Linked DNA regions of Arabidopsis thaliana: region 1 is linked to region 2. Evidence: chromatin contacts called from public capture Hi-C data. All regions are on one chromosome and are shown on one strand. The core of a region is the stretch at or near the end of the contact, and the rest is flanking DNA. Distances in the headings are between cores, read along the strand shown.

Evidence for each region. Capture Hi-C pulls out chosen DNA fragments and counts their contacts.
Region 1: a capture Hi-C map of seedling shows a contact between it and region 2, with 2.1 times the contacts expected there. The contact joins the promoter of AT5G23212 here to the promoter of MAM1 in region 2. A contact is called at or near these places in 2 of 26 Hi-C or Micro-C datasets (cotyledon and seed embryo) and 1 of 3 other capture datasets (seedling).

The regions. Positions count from the first base shown.
Region 1 is chr5:7,815,163-7,820,389 of TAIR10.1, forward strand. AT5G23212 (Defensin-like (DEFL) family protein) reads right to left here and starts at 1,757. Exons shown (of 2, transcript NM_001343794.1): 1 at 1,683-1,757; 2 at 216-397. The coding sequence starts at 1,755. The coding sequence ends at 243. It overlaps NIC3 (nicotinamidase 3), which reads right to left. Exons shown (of 1, transcript NM_122228.3): 1 at 4,446-5,227. The coding sequence ends at 4,906.
Region 2 is chr5:7,699,247-7,704,667 of TAIR10.1, forward strand. MAM1 (methylthioalkylmalate synthase 1) reads left to right here and starts at 3,795. Exons shown (of 10, transcript NM_001343784.1): 1 at 3,795-4,370; 2 at 5,048-5,307. The coding sequence starts at 3,843.

The sequences.
Region 1 (5,227 bases), core at 507-3,006, 110 kb after region 2:
CATATTTCATATTCAACGTCAAATACATTCGCCAAATAAATGTACATGGCTCTTATATGATTCTCTCTTCTCTTTGAGTTTTCTTCATTGTTATGGGTATGACAACAAATATCATTATATTTATTTCGTTTTAAGACAAGATTATGAAAGAAAAAAAAAATTGTTAATCAATAGAATTCAGATGTATCTTTTTTTGATATAACTTTTTTAATAAGTCAATAGTAAACTAAATTTGAATAGAATCACGATAAAATACAACAACATTGAAACGAATCTCTGCCAGGTACACATATAGCATTGTTAAACGGTGGTTTGTTCACTCCACATGAGTCATAGCAATCTTCTTTCTTATGACACGGTCCTTTGAATTCACAATCTGAGGAAGCATCCATAATTCCTGTTGAATTCATCACAATTTAAAAATATTTACTTGTTAAGTTACCATCATAGATATTTTTGTTATGTATAAAATGCCTATGATTATTACATATTTATATGCATATATTTTTGTCGACAACATATATTATACTGAATTTTGATTCGGATAGTTTCGAAGTGATAACACATATACAAACATCTAGGCTCCAACCTATATGCATATATGATTGAAAAAGCGTATATTTATTAGACAAGAAACCAATACTTACGAGTGGATTGAACATTAACAAGGAAGGAAACAATAATACAAAGAGCAACAATGTGAAGTTTCATCGATGTCATCTTTCGATCTATATAATATTGATATAAGATCCTTTTTTCTACTTCACTGAATAAACTAAGAATTTTGATTGTTTTATACTGAATTTTGAAATAACATGCATATAGCCATTAAATTAAAAACATGCATATAGATCAAAATCAAAATCTATATATTAAAACATGCATATAGCCATTAAATTAAAAATATACATATATATCAAAATCAAAATCTATATATTAAAAACATGCATATAAGCCATTAAATTTTGAAATAACATGCATCTAGCCATTAAATTTTGAAATAATATGCATATAGCCATTAATAATAACTCAAAATCAAAATCTATATATTAGTTATTTTTTACTTTCAAAATTAACTCAATTTTTTTCCTAATCAATAAGAAATTGTTTATAAGATATTAAACTTTTATTTGAAAGCAGAAAAACAAATCCTCTTATAATCAATGAAGTAAGGGGTCATGAAGTAATTGTTATTTATATTGTCAATTAAAAAAGTATTAACCTCTAATCTGATTTATTTAACTATGAGACCTTTATATTAGTTAAGGTTTATCATTTCAAAACTTATATTATTAATTTAACTAAAGTAGCAAACCCTCTAAATTTCAAAACATTTTTATTTTTATAAAACATTTTTAAAATCAATTTCTAACTAATTCTATTATTTTCTGATATATCTATAGATACGATAGGCAATGAATCTTCTATGATTTAAGCACAGATAATAGTGTTTTGCTAAAAAAACGATTAAAATAACACTACAACAATTACGGTTGCAATTTGAAACAAAGCCGACAAAAGATTCATACATTTTGTTTATATATAGCACACCATAATATAACAATCGTTACTTGTTCAACTATAATGTCACTAGTCTTTTAGTTCAAAATACATATGATAATTACATATCTATATAAAGGTATTATGTAAAAATTTATATCAGCTGATAAAAAAAAACTTACGAGCGGATTGAACATTAATACAAAGAGAAACTATGATGAGGAGAGCTACAAAGTGAAGCTTTGACGATGTCATCTTTCATATACTTTTTTTTAGTCACCACAGGAACACACTAATTGTTCAATTTATAGCTAAATCTGAAACAATCTCAAAATAAAGTTACCTTTTAAATATTTTCAAAGATTTTTACTGATTAAATTACTTGACATTTTTGTATAAAATTCATATATGCGATTTGAACATAGATACCGTTCAAAGATTTACATTAATGTTCAGATATTGCTTGCCAATTTTATTGATCAAGGAAAGACGAAGTCAACAATTAAAACATGTATACGTTAATATCCGATTTACTAACCAAATGTTGTGCCAGAGCCCAGAAGTGGTATCATATAAAGATAGTCAACATTTGGTTGGTTGGTATCATATAAAAGGAATGTCAAATACCTTGCAATATGATGTTTAATATTTAAGTATTTAACTATTTTATTTGACCTTCCATTTTTTTTTGGGTGTGTAACGGATGATTTTCTACCACTTACAATTGGGCTAGGCCCTTTACAAAAGAAGATAAGTCTTTTAAGCCAAAAAGTCAGCAAATAGCAATAGTGTTTGAAGAGTCGGAAACGAAACGAAACAATATCGAAAAAATAAGATATATCGAGGATATCGAAGTGAATTCCGTAGAGCTCTTTCAATTGAAGTTCCGAATAAAGTGCTTTGAGTAGTTTTCTGAGTCAGAAGAAAAAGAGAGATGACGGAAGCCGAGACTCCGAGCATGGTTCATCGCTTGAAGGAGTAACAACATTAGTTGACCTTCCTTTTAAGTAACAATATTAATACTAAACACACAAATTTTTATAAAAGTCTTAACTATTTTATTTAATTTGACCTTCTTTCAAAAATAAAGTTATTTAGAAACTAAGAATTAGCTAGGTAAAGAGAAAAACAAACTTTTGTAAACAGGAAAATTAGCTCAGACGAGGCTAATAAACTGGTTTATGATCTGCGATAATAGGTTAAGGTTTCGTGGTGGTTGGTTTCGAATTGCCTTTTCAGGATGATTTCATGTTGAGTTTTTGACCAGATACCTCATTTTCAAAAAAAGGATGTATCTCTTCATTCATTTGTTTGAGTAATTTTTGTTTTTTATTATTATTTAAAGATTGATTTTTATCATAGATCTTAGCAATCTCGTGTTTCTTTAAAGCTCTGTTCGTTTCTCCATTTGACAGATCCATTCAACATGTCCATCTAGATGATTCATTCGACTCTTGTTCGTTTCATTTTTAGTATGTTCATTTAACTGGACCATCCGAATGAGATGTTGTTCATTTGCTTATCTCTATCTCCATCCAAATGATTTGTAATAATACAAATACCTAAAATACCAATGCTTTCATCTAATTATATTTTTATTATTACTTGTAAACATATTAATTTTAATTTTTAATCTAAAATATATTTAAAAGTAAATAAATTTTAAATAATAGTTTTTTACATTTAAAAATTTATTTTACGGTTTTGGCGGGAAAACGTGATTTTACAGTTTTGACGGAAAAACTCGATTTTACGTTTTTGGCGGAAAACAGGATTTTACGTTTTTGGCGGGGAAAAATGATTTTACGGTTTCGGTGGGAAAACGTGATTTTTGCGGTTTTGGTGGAAAAACGTGATTTTGCGGTTTTGGCGGGAAAACACGATTTTGCGGGTTTGACGGGAAAACATTTTTTTGCGGTTTTGGCGGGAAACGAAATTTTACAGTTTTGGCGGGAAAACGTTTTTTAACGTTTTAGCGGGAAAATGGAATTTTACGGTTTTATCGGAAAATTTTGATTTTGCAGTTTTAGCGGAAAATTTAATTTTTTATTTTTTAAAAAAATAATTGGAAAATAAGATTTAAGTCTATTTGTTTTTATCTAAAAAATACATTTAAATAATCAATTAAAATAATTAGGGTATTTTTGTCATTTGTTAATTTTGACTGAATCATGTCCATCCAAATGATCCAATTAAGTTCAGCCAAATGAGTTTCAAAATTTAGCATAAATTTTCAAACTCATCCAAATAATTCATTTGGATGTATCATCTGAATGAACCGTTTTTTGTACTAAACGAACATCAAAACTCATCTCCATCCAAATGATCCATCTGACTGATGAACGAGCCTAAATTCATTGTCAAATTTGAAAATACATTACAATAATTATGATTGCAGTGCGGCGGATCCACGTAGAGCAATAGGGGCAGATGCCACGGGAAATTTTTTCAATTTTGATGCAAATGTTAAACAATTTCGTTTATATTCCTTAATATTTGCAGTTTTGACCCTCTAATTTTAGAACAATTTTAGTATTGCCTCACCCCTCTCCCCCGCCCTATAAATTGAATGTTGGATTTCGGATTTAATGTCCAGCACTAGAAATCTGTATACACGGATTGAGCATTCACAAAAAGAGAAACTATGATGAGGAGAGAAAAAAAAATAAGCTTCGACAATGTCAGTTTTGATTAAACTTTTTACGTTATAAAATTGATTAAAGTTTTTTTTTTCTAGTTACAACACGAATACACTAAGAAGCTATAATTGTTCAATTTATAGATGATTTTGTACAAAAATCTCATAATATAATAACATTACCTTTATAAAAAAACTATGAAAGGATACATGTTAATCCATCTTTTTGTACAAAAATAAATTCAAAAAATTCAAGAAGAATTCTGGCCAGTTTCTTAAAATATGGATAAAGACAACAAAATAAAGCTATCACTTACTTCAACATAACATCAACTTCATAACATAACATGCAAAATTTTCAACATAACATCATCACAATACTTTATTGACCATCTACTTACCGCGCGCCTAACAATTTTTTAAATATTGGAAGTAGTGGTCAGTTTTATGTATGCAAGTACTGCTAATAATCACTTACTATATACAAGGGGTACTATTGTTACTTTTATTTTCTTCGTCAACTGACTTTTATTAAAAAAAGACTATGAAAGGATACATGTTGAGATTATGAACGCCTGCAGAAAAACAAAATAGCCAAAAGAGCGAAGCAACGCCTAAGAGAAGGGAATCACATGAAAGATATTAGACAAAATACTTAAGAAAAAAAGCTCAATATGGTAAGCATAGAGACTCCAACTTTGCTTCTCCAAATAACATGTAACGTCGGATAGCTTTTCCGCGACGGTTGTGCGTGTAATTATCATTTTTTAGTTACCGAGTAGACTTCGCCGGAGTTTATCGCAATCGACGAGATAAGCGAAGCCAAAAGCGAGATTCATTAGCGTAGCCTCGTGAAGCTCCTCATTAAACGTCGCAGTCGCGTCCGTCGAGAAAAAAACCCTAAAACCCTTAATAAACGCTTCACGCGCCGTTGTCTCACAGCACAAGTTCGTCATCACTCCGATCACGATCACCTCCTTTACTCCGATCTTTTCCAGGTTTTCCTGGAGGCGGGTTTTGTTAAACGCACTGTACGTGTTCTTCTCCACCATCTCGTCTGGTCCGGTTACTTGGCCTTGTATCTCCTGG
Region 2 (5,421 bases), core at 2,545-5,044:
TTCCATGATTATTGTTAAACATGTATAACTATATAATTAATTTAATATATAATTAAATAATTATATATATAACGTTTGCACAGAGAGTTGCAACAAAACTAATCAAACCCTTAAATCAATGAGAAACTAAAAAAACTAAATCAAAAGAAGACCTTAATTTTTCCCATGATTTTATTTTCCAATTCTTTGTAATATCAAATTCCACGAGATAAAGTTTTTAGATGGGATAACTTGTAAGAAGTCTTTGTTTCCAGTAGACTATCTGTTCATTATAAAGAGTACTACACACTACAATATATAGGCATATATAGAAATATCTGTATTATTTGTCGTTGTGTTGTTTGTATTCTCTTTTTGAGAACCGGTCTAAAGTTTTGAGAGGCCTAAATTAAATAACGAGCAAAATGTAAAGATTGTGTATAGTTGTCTATAGAGAAAGAGAAGGAAAGGATTGTGTATAAAAGTCATCACCTTTGGTCAGTAACTCGAGCGGCCAGGAGAAATTGATTGATGGAAATGCAGATACTATTCATTTGTGAAAATGACATATATACCCTTCCCAGATGGTTCATCTTTTCCTTCAGCACATATCCTTCGATTACTATTATTCTCTGCTTTTTCTTGTAAGAAAATTTACTAAAAGTAAGAAAAAGTAAGGTAGGGACAATAACGTTACACGTCGGTCTAATACAACGTTACATATGGTAAAATAAATAGAAAGGATCGAATATATAAAATATTTGAGACTTTATAAAACAAATAATGTTTAACTGACTTTAATAAATAGATCATATTCTGATATTCATCTTAAAAAAGAGATTTATATTCATCTAAACTTTAAGCGAACGGAAGAGTTGAAACGAAATGGAGGGATGCCACCAACCAAGCTCAAGATCTCTCTCTCGGATGGTTAGTGGACCCTTAGTATGTGGTCGATATATTAAGCTTTTGGTCCAAAAAAGAATTGGGACTTATAAGCCCATAGGCCCTTTAATTTGTGTAGAAATTGTTCATCTTACTTCATGACAAACAATCAACTCTCTAAAAACTTGATTATGTATGGATTTTGATAATAATTCCCTTCAAATTGCAAGTGGAAGAATACGTAAAAACATAATATTAAGAAACTTTAATTCAGCATGAAGAAAAAAGTTGGTAAACATAGCAGTGAACTCTATGAATCTTTAACCATGGAATTTCAAGAGATTCCACCAAAAACACTTCAAGTTATTCTATGAGGAAATAAAAATACTGGAGGACCGTATAACAACCTACATGCAAGTTAAGAGTTTTCAACAATTACCCATATCCAATCGTCACAAGATCCGTATCCAATCCTTCTATTTTTAGTTTCTATAAATTTTATTATAAGCTATAATTTTAAATGAAGTACTAGATTTTAACCCGCGGTACACCGCGGGGACAATTAATTTTTTAATATATATAAAAGTTTGCAAATTGTATCTATATATAAAATATTTTTATTTTAAAGTTTACAATTGTTATTAAGTAATGTCCTGTCAAACTCGTCCCGTAAAAAACCTATTTATTTTATTAATGTTGATTTTATTTATGATATGTTTATAAATCATTGTATAAATATTTTGTAATTTTGTAGTAATTAACTGCTATCAAATATTTATGCAGTTTGATGCTTATAATCGAATTGTTATAATCATGAAAAAAGCAATATCAAAAATGATAATTTTGTAGTGTTTAAATGATATTAAATATTTTGGAAGTTTTATTTTAGTAACTAATTGTGTAGTTAATGTGGAGAGATTTCGGGAAGATAGTTAAATATCAAATATTTAATTCGAAGATTTACTTTCTAATTATCAAAAATAATTATTAAATATTAGTGGCAACCACTGTAAATAAGTCCCAACTTGAAGATTTATTTCACAAAATGGCTGCAAAAATGTATATATAGATACTAATTTTGGATGAATTTCATTAAATTCACTTGTATATTTTTTTATTATAACGTAAAATAATTTAGTTACAATTTTATATAATTAGGATCCAATCCCTCTATTTTAGTATCTATAAGTTTTAATGTTTTATTAATGTAAAATAATTTAGATATAATTTAATTATTAGTATCTAATTTTTTATTATAATATAAAATAGTTTTTTTTGTTTTTTTTGGCAAAAAATGTAAAATAGTTTATTTATTACTTTAAATTAGTATCCAATCCCACAGCACTGTATGGCTGAAGTTATCCACAACTCACCTACCTATACAAGCATACACGTGATGATATCATGCTAATCACTTCTGAAGGAACAATGCCGAAAATTAAACCTTATTATGCATTCATTAACATCCGAATCCATTTTTCTACTTTGACAAAATGAACAATATCCACATGCCAGCATCTAGCTAGATGCAGACCTGGTAAGGCACCAATGGGTTTGAAACCTTCCTCCATATTGTTCCAATTTGTATATATTGCATTTCAAAAAACCAGAAATATTTACTGTACCATTCACGATCGACCCAAAGGATTTGAACCCAATCTCATAGCCTAATGAATCGTATTCAAAATTGATATGCACCATGAGAAACTGGTATCATAAACAAAAACTGATATGCAAATTAATTAATTAAATCACACATATGCTATATTTTCTCTATGGGCTGGACTGGTGTTTTGTTTTAATTATTATGATAAGAAGAATTGCACCAAAAAAAAAAAAGAAAAAAAAAAAGAAGAAAATCGTATCTTTTTGTTCTACCTATACAGACACATAATGCATCATTTTAGTTTTTGGGACAAAGACATAATGCATCAACGTGTCAGCAATATATGAAACGTGAAGAATGTTTTGTCTGAGTCTGAGTAAAATTACTAGAAATTAAAATTAGTAAGACTGACTAATTACAAATATCCCAAGTCTGTGTTTATTCTAAGACAACTACTAGAAAACTTAACTATATTAGACTACCAACTAGGCAACAAATATCACAAAGAATATCGTATGTCACCTACCTGGAGGTGCATACCACGTGATTTTATCCCCATTTTAGATATGGTCATATCGATTAGTTATTGTATATAAAAAAAAAATTCTTACAGGCTATAAACTATTATGCTACAAATTTTGGTAAAAACCTATTACTTGTTATTCCGTTTCCAAAACATATTATGGCTATATTAAAGTGTGTATAAATGAGTTAAAACATTTTTAACAACAAATAAATGTAAAAAAAATGAGTTTAACATCGTTGTAAGTAAACTTAGGATTTGTTTGTTACCTCAAACTTAAATATTATTCCCTCTGTTTCTAACTAAGTGTAGTTTAAAGGTTTTTTATTTTTTTCAGTATAAGTATTGTTTTCACTTTTCGATGCAAACATTAAATGTATTTAATAGTTTTTAACCAATTATATTTTACATCATATTTTTTATTGGTTGGATTAGTTGTAATTGGTGATATTTTTTTTAAAAAAAGATAAATCAAATGAGATTTATATATTTTCTTAATTTGCGTGCAAAAACTTTAAATTAAAAATATTAAGAAACAGAGAGAGTATCTTTTCTATACATAGGTATATCACTTATATATATATATATGTATACAGCTAAATATTTATGTAAAAATGTAAACATACGAAACTGTTTATAGAAAGTATAATATTCTAAAATAAGATATCAAACACAGTATAATATTTAATTTTAAAGAAGATACTATTTTGCGTTTAATGTTTTCATCGAATATAATTTCTTATTCCGCTAACTCAAATGTTTATTATTTTTAACATCAAAATGTTTCTAATACTAAAAAGTTTAATAAATAAAAAAATCTCTCTATAAATAGATAAATTATATCGTATAATGTTCAAAACAATTCCCACACTATCTTTCCTCCACATTAAAGTAAAGTATCTCTCTCTTTTTTCTCCTACGTACTCCATAGTGATGGCTTCATCGCTTCTGACATCTTCCGTTATGATCCCTACCACCGGTTCCACCGTGGTTGGCCGGTCAGTGTTACCCTTTCAATCTTCCCTGCACTCTCTCCGCCTGACCCATTCGTACAAGAACCCCGCATTGTTCATCTCATGTTGCTCTTCTGTGTCCAAAAATGCGGCAACTAGTTCTACTGATCTCAAACCCGTTGTGGAACGGTGGCCGGAGTACATACCGAACAAGCTTCCCGACGGAAACTATGTGCGTGTATTCGACACGACGCTCCGTGACGGTGAACAATCTCCTGGTGGATCCCTCACTCCGCCGCAGAAGCTAGAGATTGCCCGACAGCTCGCTAAACTCCGAGTAGACATCATGGAAGTCGGTTTTCCGGGATCATCTGAAGAAGAGTTAGAAACCATTAAGACCATCGCCAAGACTGTGGGGAATGAGGTTTTTTCTTTATTTCCTTCACTTAAATGATTATGTACATATTTTAACACACAAAAAAAAACTTGATATAATTTTATGTTCAAACTATATATATATAGTTGATAAATTGCACATGACCCTTATAGTTGAGGCCGAAATAAAGAAAACAAATTATGTGTTTAGAATTTTTTCAAAAACGGCTGATGAATACATTAGGACTATTTGTCTTAATTTATAAACTGTATTAGTATTTAAATTTTACTACTAATTTTGCGGTCCTTATTTATTTTTATTTTAATCCGTTTGTTGTAGCCTGCTGCTTTTTTTGTTTTCCTTCACTTGGATGTAGTTTTATTCGTGTTTTTTTTTCCTACCATCTATTCTTCTAGTTATAGTGTTATTTATAATTAGCCAAGTTCTAACGGGTTAGAGAAAGCACATGCACATGATTAGTTAGAGCCGGTCGTATAGTTAAGATTTTTTTTTTGTGACATATATATGACAAAATTATGTGTAAAAGTGTAAGAATCCCATATATATCAGAAATACAATTCTAGCATATACAATATATGAGTTAATATTATATAGTCATTACTAGTTGGTTTTGTGTTGAAACTCATGAATGCTCCCAAATGGAGCGAGTAACGGTCAAAGTTGACAACAACGAACATTAATTACTATATTGTTGTTTTGCTTAGGTGGATGAGGAAACAGGTTACGTCCCTGTGATATGCGCCATAGCTCGATGCAAACATAGAGACATTGAGGCGACTTGGGAGGCGCTGAAGTACGCGAAGAGGCCAAGGATACTCGTATTCACATCTACTAGTGACATTCACATGAAATATAAGTTGAAAAAGACTCAAGAAGAAGTGATTGAGATGGCCGTGAGTAGTATTAGGTTTGCTAAAAGCTTGGGCTTCAATGACATCCAGTTTGGGTGCGAAGATGGCGGCAGGTCCAAATCTTTAAACCTTTATATATCTCAATTGTTTCTCTGCGTTTTTGGTTTAGTTTTATTTATGCTTAGTTTGTATTACCAAACTATTTTTGTTAGTAACTTATGTTTGCG